Regions from separate parts of the Danio rerio genome. Here region 2 is linked to region 1. A link is a contact called in public Hi-C data. All regions are on one chromosome and are shown on one strand. Each heading gives the region's core, a stretch centred on a gene start, on an enhancer-like site or on the middle of the called end of the contact. The rest is flanking DNA. Distances are from core to core; before and after follow the strand shown. Region 1 overlaps strn3 (striatin, calmodulin binding protein 3). Region 2 overlaps strn3 (striatin, calmodulin binding protein 3).

Region 1 (3,546 bases), core at 487-2,986:
TTTCTGAACGTTTCTTCATTCCAAAAGTTTGCAAGCAAAGTTACCTTTTCAAAGTGAGCATTTTAACTCCAGGTCCAGGTGTATCATAATTCTTTCTTTTAATTCGTCACACCCATTGCGGCTTCATTAATAAGACATGCATGCACCTAACACCTCTAAAGTAAATTAAGCCGGAAACATAAACCTCTCTAAAGCAGTTGTTCAGAAAGAATTTGTAAGGAATATTTGGCTACAGATTGTACAAGCAGGTTTGTACAAGCAAGATTGTCCTTCAGAAAAAAGGATGTTTTTTTTTTTTTTACAAACAGTGTCTGACATAAGGAAGTTAAATGAGTAAAAGGGAAAGAACGGTCAAACTAAAACAGATTTCCAGAAGAAATGTTATTTAAGTAGCATTTCAAACCACATATGAATGTTACTTGAATAGAGTTTGTAAATATGTTTTTTATTTTTATATTTACGTTCACAGTAAAAATAAGTGATTGTGGATAGCCGGGCAAGTTTTTATTGGTCAAAAATGATTAAGTAGTGTGGATACTAGCAGCTCATTTCCACTGATTGTTACGGTCCGGTATGGTATGATTCGGTATGATTCGGTATGCTTTTATGGCCATTTCCACTGTCAAAAAGTACCAACGAGCAAACCGTAGCGTACCACTTTTTAGGTACCCTTTTGGAAGGTTACCTATCACAACAAATGGGTTACAAAAGGTGGAGCAAGACGCACAGCTGAACGCTATTGGTTTACAGAGAAGCATCACTAGCTCATGTGCAAGCCAGGTGAATGAAAACAAAGGAAGCTTTTTTTTTTTTTTTTTAAACTGCCATGTTTACCTATTATCATTGCCTTCTCAACTATTAAGAACTCTAAATGATGGAATTACTTTCTAACAGAGGCTACATGTGCTAGTGAAGATTGAATATGCAGTTGAGAGGTCTGCACTGACTTTGGGCTATATTGTGTGTTGTTTTTGAACCCCAAATAAGGAAATGTATGCTGTGTGCCGTTATTTTTTAATGAGTAACATATCGGAGACTTGGTTTGTATGTTTTCATGCATGTTGCATTTATTTATTTTATATAATTGCAGATGTTACAGTAGGTTATTTCGCCTTATCATTGATCTGCCATCAATGTAACTGTAACAACTTGGTTTTAAAAAGAATTGTATTTGTGTAAATGACACTTTAGAATCCATTTTTGTGTTAGGCTCTGTTTTTTGTTGAGCTCATTACAATTGCATGCTCAAAGCTAGCTTTTTTTATTTTTTTTTTATTTTTTACTTTTAACCATTTCAAAAGTGGCAGAAAAATGGAAGCTTCAACTTTCTCTATTGTTATCCATTGTACCCTTGGCTTGCTTATTTTACACTGTTAGAGGATGGTAGATCATACTCCCAAAGATTATAAAAAGACCATAGATATATCCACCCATTACCTTCACCACAAAAAAATAGGGAAGTGGACAAAAGTGTTAGGTTAAAACACTGGGTAACAAGAAATGGATCTCATCTATCTCTAATCGACCCCTAATTGCCTCTTACCAGTGGCTTACAGATTTATTAAGCTGTTAACTGCTATAAAACATATTACTGTATTGCTTAAGCCCCGTTTTCCACTCCAAGGTGTGGCGCCTTGTTTACTGGGCCCTTCTCTTCTATTTTCTATTCTTAGCTGAGCCTCTGCCATTCACGCCTGGTGGGGGCAAGTCCTTTATCATGGGTTCTGATGACATGTTGGAAAGTGTGCTGGGCCTGGGAGACCTCGCCGATCTGACTGTTTCCAATGACGAGGCTGAATACAGCTATGATGTAAGTACCCAGACTGCTCCTCTGCTTTAATAATACTTTACACTGGCATTAATAAATAATAGCATCGACTTGAAAAACACTGTCTGATCCCCTGCTTAATTTTTAAATGCAGTATTGTTTAACTATCAGTTAATTGTTACACAAAACAAAGCCCATCATGTTTACTCAAATGTCTTGTACTATATTAGTTTCATTCTGTATAAAGGTTACAGAGAACATCAGTTGTTCATGCCTGGTGTGCTTTGCTGTGTACTCAGATAGGACAGCTATCCTATTCTCTTACTGTCAATCCTTAATGAATCAATCATTTCACAGTTATTCCAATGCCTTTAAAATGCCCCCCTATTTTTAGCTGCCAGCCAATAAGGATGCATTCAGGAAGACATGGAATCCCAAATATACCCTGCGTAGCCACTTTGATGGAGTGCGAGCCCTGGCTTTCCATCCTGTAGAGCCGGTGCTGGTCACAGTCTCAGAAGATCACACGCTCAAACTGTGGAACCTCCACAAGACCGTTCCTGCCAAAAAGTAAGTGCTCGCAGTGGCCTTCCAAGGAAAGCAATGTCCTGAGTTTGAATTAATGTTTTACATAGCCGCATTGATTTCAAAATGTTTTTTATCTGTAACAGCTCTAAATAAACCACTAAACACAGTTTTAACTTGCTTTGCAGAAGTGCCTCTTTTGATGTGGAGCCTATATACACGTTTAGAGGGCATATGTAAGTATTTGTTATTACCTTCTTTGTTTCACTTATTGGTTTTTGGTGTGTGATTTTGACCATAAAGTAACATCTTGATTTTTAGGCGAGGGTTATTAATTCAAGCGATTAGTTCAAAATGTCAGATTCATTTTGACCTGAAGCAAAGGACTGTCTTAATGAAGAGATTATTGAGTTATTAGCTCACTTGATTTGTTCATTCAGGGACAAAACCCTGCAAAATGTTCTCCTCCAACTTTTTTTCGAAAAAATTTCATTGATGTAGCAAAAAACATTGTGTCTGAAAGGTATCTCACTCAGGATTCTTGTGTGCTGAAAGTTTGATGCAAAATCAGCATCAAATTTCAAATCCACTCATACTTTCAACTCTCACCCATAATTTGTCAGTTATTCCTGAAATTAATGGCTCATTATAACGACATTCTAACAGGCTTCGTCACACTTTGATAACTTTTGTATTGTAATGACATGTATTGGAAGAATATGAGTAATTTTCCAGGGCTGGTTCACCATTATAAAAAAATTCAGTCGGTCTTTCATAATGTGTGAAACCGCAAACATCATGATTAAATGATAAAAGATATAAATGTAGCTATTTTGTTTTTGTTGTTTTTGAAGTGCCAAAATTTTATGAAGACTTATGCCTCATTCAAACTAACAGTGATTTTTTAGCTGCCTGTCGCTCTGGGTGGCGACCTGCTGCAAACACAGGTCTGTGTAGGTCAGGGCTATTCAATTGGCAGCCCGCAGGAAAAGTGTGACCAAGACATCAAAAATAAATTTAGTTTAGTCATAAAACGGTTACCATAGTTATGAAGTGACATGCGTCTGTTCAATACAGCACGAGCTGCAGTTGAAAACTGCGCAGAGCGTGAGTCACCTAACATAAGCAATTGCTGCAAGCAGCTGAAAATATTCAAGTGGTGCTCGCTGCAGAGCCATTTGAAGAGAGCTGAGCTCCAGCGAGGGGGAGCTTAAGCTTGAGCTCCACCTTTTTTGCACTTCTTCTACGAGTGA
Region 2 (3,546 bases), core at 749-3,248, 36 kb after region 1:
ATTTACTGTAAGCTGGAGTGAAACCAGTGCTTGTAGCCTTTTGACTGGTTCTGAACTGAGCTGATAATGTGTCCTGTAGGTTTGTTTCAGTGACCATGGAGTGGCTGTTTATGTTCATCCATCAGTAGGTTTTCATCAACCGTCATCAGGGGCACCTGAGGAACCCAGTCCCACCCTGCCGAGCCATAAAACCAGACCCCGATCTCATCCTAATGTAGCGTGCAAACCAATACAGTTAAACTCAGTCAACCTTCATACCTTTAGCGTTTGTTTCTTTTTTGTGTAAAAAAGTATAGTTTTTATAATCAATTTTATATAAATAAAGACTGTCATAAAAGCGCTGAAAATCACATTTTTTAAAGGGACTATAATCCCACTCGAGCCCTCCATTTCCCGCGGTTCTCCTTCACGAAGGTCTTGTGTATCCGGAAAGCCTGGATGAATGCTCTCCTTTACACTTACTACATTGCTTTAATGTTGTTTTATCATCACGTAACGGAGAGACTGTACGCCAGTAGAAGCACAGCGCGTGGTGACATGAGAGCTTATAGGAATCTACAAATAAACTGCAGCATCCTGTCACTATGTGATGTTTCTGTACACCTTACTGTAAAATGAGTTGAAGTATCACAAGTTAGAAATCCGAACGCTATTTATTTTCAGTCTGTGGATAGTCTTATCCTTTGTTGAGAGCGCATAGCTCGACGGTGACTACAATGTCGGGCTGTTGCTAACCAAACGGAACAGGTCATTCGATAAGTGAGATTAATGTGAAAGCTCTTTTTAAAACACGGTTTCTTAGTTGGCTAAAAATGGCGTTTAAATCACCTCACGATGCCGGAGATCAGGTGAGAACTGTTTTTAAAGTTAAAGGGATGGTTCACCTCTAAATGAAAATGCTGTTGTCGTTTACTCGCCTTCATGTCTCTATAAAGCAATATGACTGATTGTCATCTGTGCGACATAAAAGAAGCTATTTTGAAAAATGTCCTGAAACTTAGGATGCAAACATACCTTCTTTTGTGTGTGTCTGTTCCCGTGGAAAAGACCTTCATGTTGGTTTAAAACGACACGGGGGTGATTAAATGACGACGTCACATTTGGAATTTGAATAACATTTGCTTTGTGGTCCTTCTGCCCCCCAATCAATTTTTAAAGGAAACGATGCAGTTTATGGTGTAACAAAAGAACTTTTTGTTTGTGTAATGCATGATTAATACTAAAAAATAAAGTATTTTTTCTAGTCTTCCAAAAGTTCTGATCAGTTTGAAGAGTTTTGATGAGTTTTGTAAGGTTTTTGATTTACTACGAATCAACAGATTTTAAAGATTGTACCACATAGCAAAACAACTGTTGAAAAGTAATGTATATAAAATGTCTATAATAAATATTAAATGGTGTATCTGTATATGCAACATGCCCCCTGTCTCTATAATTAAGTCTGCATTTAATTTGAACTGCCAGGTCATTGGTGATGACGAATGAAGGATGCCAGTTTTAATAAAGATTGTGTTTCTAATCAGAGAGATGCAAATTGAACAAACCACCTGCTACATGAAGTCATACATGTGTTTCTTGAATATGCTGAGGTTTCTGATGAGGCTGGGCAGAAGAGGATGTTAAGCAGGTCAAGTTGTACAAACACCTTGTCCTTTATTGAGAAGAAAGTAATAAATTATAAACAAATGTACAAGCAGTTTGATGCCCCTCCTCGCATCTATTGTCATTCTGTGAGGCAGTAAAGCATGCATATCTAAAAAGTACACAGAAAATAGGCTCGATAAATAGATTAGTATAATTTAAGAAAAGGAAAATATAGATATATTTATAGTAAACACATTAACTTTTAACCATTATCCTCTTCTCACACACAGACACACTTGATTCTTTGCAAAAATGCGATGAATGTATTATTACAGTGCATGTATATTGGTGGTACCCCTGGGAAGGACCATATATAACCCAGATCTATGTGAACGAAAGCTTTGTTTTGTGTACTGCCATCAGAATGCGTTAGAGGGCGCTGCTTCACTGATAATCTTCGTGGCTGCTCTTGCTCACCATCTTGTTGCAAAACTGGAATTGAATCTTCAAGTTCTGAAATTATTCTAAAAGAGCCTTTTGTTACAGTGACCCCTCCACAGGAAAAAAGGCTTGCCAGAAGCAGCGAAAGAATGTGTTGTTGGTTTTTTTCAACAGAAACATAAAGAGAAAGACTACAAATCACAAATAATTACATTCTCCACATATAGAGAAGTTGACATACAATACTGTGTGATACATTCTCAAAAAAGCTGTAAAAACCTTTGGATCAAACATATCAATTCCTTTATATCAAAACCGTTCAAATCCCTTTTTCTACAAATCTAAAGACAAACGTGGTTTTCTTATTTACTCTGACACCTTTTTTTTTTTGTTGTTGTTCAATTTCTTCATATTCTTGCACTCAAGAAAATCTCAAAATTGTCTAATTGAACTCTGTGAAGTCCCTGCAGATGCCCCGGACGATGGGCTGCTGGAACTGTCCCAACCCGGTGAACTCGCGAGTGAAAAACACATGGCTCTCCTTGGGCTCAGACGCCATCGCCTTCAGATCTTCCATAGGAGCCCAAGCAACACCCACTGCGTAAACAGTGATTCCTGTTGAAGAAAGAAGAAAATATCACGGTCAGGATGACATTAGACATATTATCACCTTTGTTTTTTTTCTCCTGAATGTTCAAGATCACTCATTGTCAATCCTTGCTGACCATGAGGTCCCCCACCAGTACCTGCACCACCTCAGGGCCCTTCACAGTAAAAAAAAAAAAAAAAAAAAACGCTAGAATTTGTTTGCAACTCTTTCTTATACTTTAACATTTTTTATCTCGTTGGTCCCCCTGGACCTTCAGAGCCCCACGGATCCCTAGTTTTAGATCAGGGTTGTCCAATACTTCTCCAGGAAGAACAAGCTCTTTAACCAGCTTTAGCACACTTGCGAGGAGGTTTCTAGTGAGCCTAAGCACATTGATTAACTATTTCAGATGTGTTTTATTAAGGTTAGAGTTAACTGTGCAGACCCATGGTCCTTGAAGAACGTTTAGACTAGGGGTCACCAAACTTGTTTCTGGAGGGCCGGTGTTCTGCAGATTTTAGCTCCAACCCTAATCAAAAACACCTGAACAAGCTAATTAAGGTCTTACTAGGTATACTTGAAACACCCAGGCAGGTGTGTTGAGACAAGTTGGAGCTAAAACCTGCAGGGACACCGACCCTCCACGACTGTGATTGGTGACCCCTGCTTTAGACACTCCTGCGGTCAGTACTGATTTGCCCAATCTTGCTTGTGGAGAACCAGCAGTCTGCAGATTTTTATTTCATTTATTGCAGGACAGTTCCCCTTCAAAACCAGGGATGGCCAAGTTCGGTTATAATGAGGTACAGTCCTGAAGAGTTCCACTCCAACCTTAACCAACCTCCTAAATGGCAGACAGGTCAGATTTAATCAGAGTTGGATCAGAACCCTTCAGGGCTGTGGCTGTCCACTTTGACTACCCGATTCTAGAG

The links. Hi-C and Micro-C count contacts between places; a contact is called where the count stands out from the background.
Region 2: a Hi-C map of embryo shows a contact between it and region 1, with 2.1 times the contacts expected there. The contact joins two enhancer-like sites. A contact is called at or near these places in 3 of 18 Hi-C or Micro-C datasets (caudal fin and embryo).

The regions. Positions count from the first base shown.
Region 1 is chr17:30,206,890-30,210,435 of GRCz12tu, forward strand. strn3 (striatin, calmodulin binding protein 3) reads left to right here. Exons shown (of 16, transcript NM_001013266.1): 8 at 1,674-1,810; 9 at 2,163-2,338; 10 at 2,482-2,529. Among named protein-coding and RNA genes, the nearest start is that of strn3, 23 kb to the left of the region's middle. Within about 2 kb of position 1,737, at least 4 of the 62 cell types and tissues checked have an H3K27ac peak or open chromatin away from gene starts, as enhancers often do.
Region 2 is chr17:30,242,658-30,246,203 of GRCz12tu, forward strand. strn3 (striatin, calmodulin binding protein 3) reads left to right here. Exons shown (of 16, transcript NM_001013266.1): 16 at 1-1,415. coch (coagulation factor C homolog, cochlin (Limulus polyphemus)) reads right to left here. Exons shown (of 12, transcript NM_001003823.1): 12 at 2,410-2,640. The coding sequence ends at 2,468. Among named protein-coding and RNA genes, the nearest start is that of coch, 6.3 kb to the right of the region's middle. Within about 2 kb of position 1,999, at least 14 of the 62 cell types and tissues checked have an H3K27ac peak or open chromatin away from gene starts, as enhancers often do.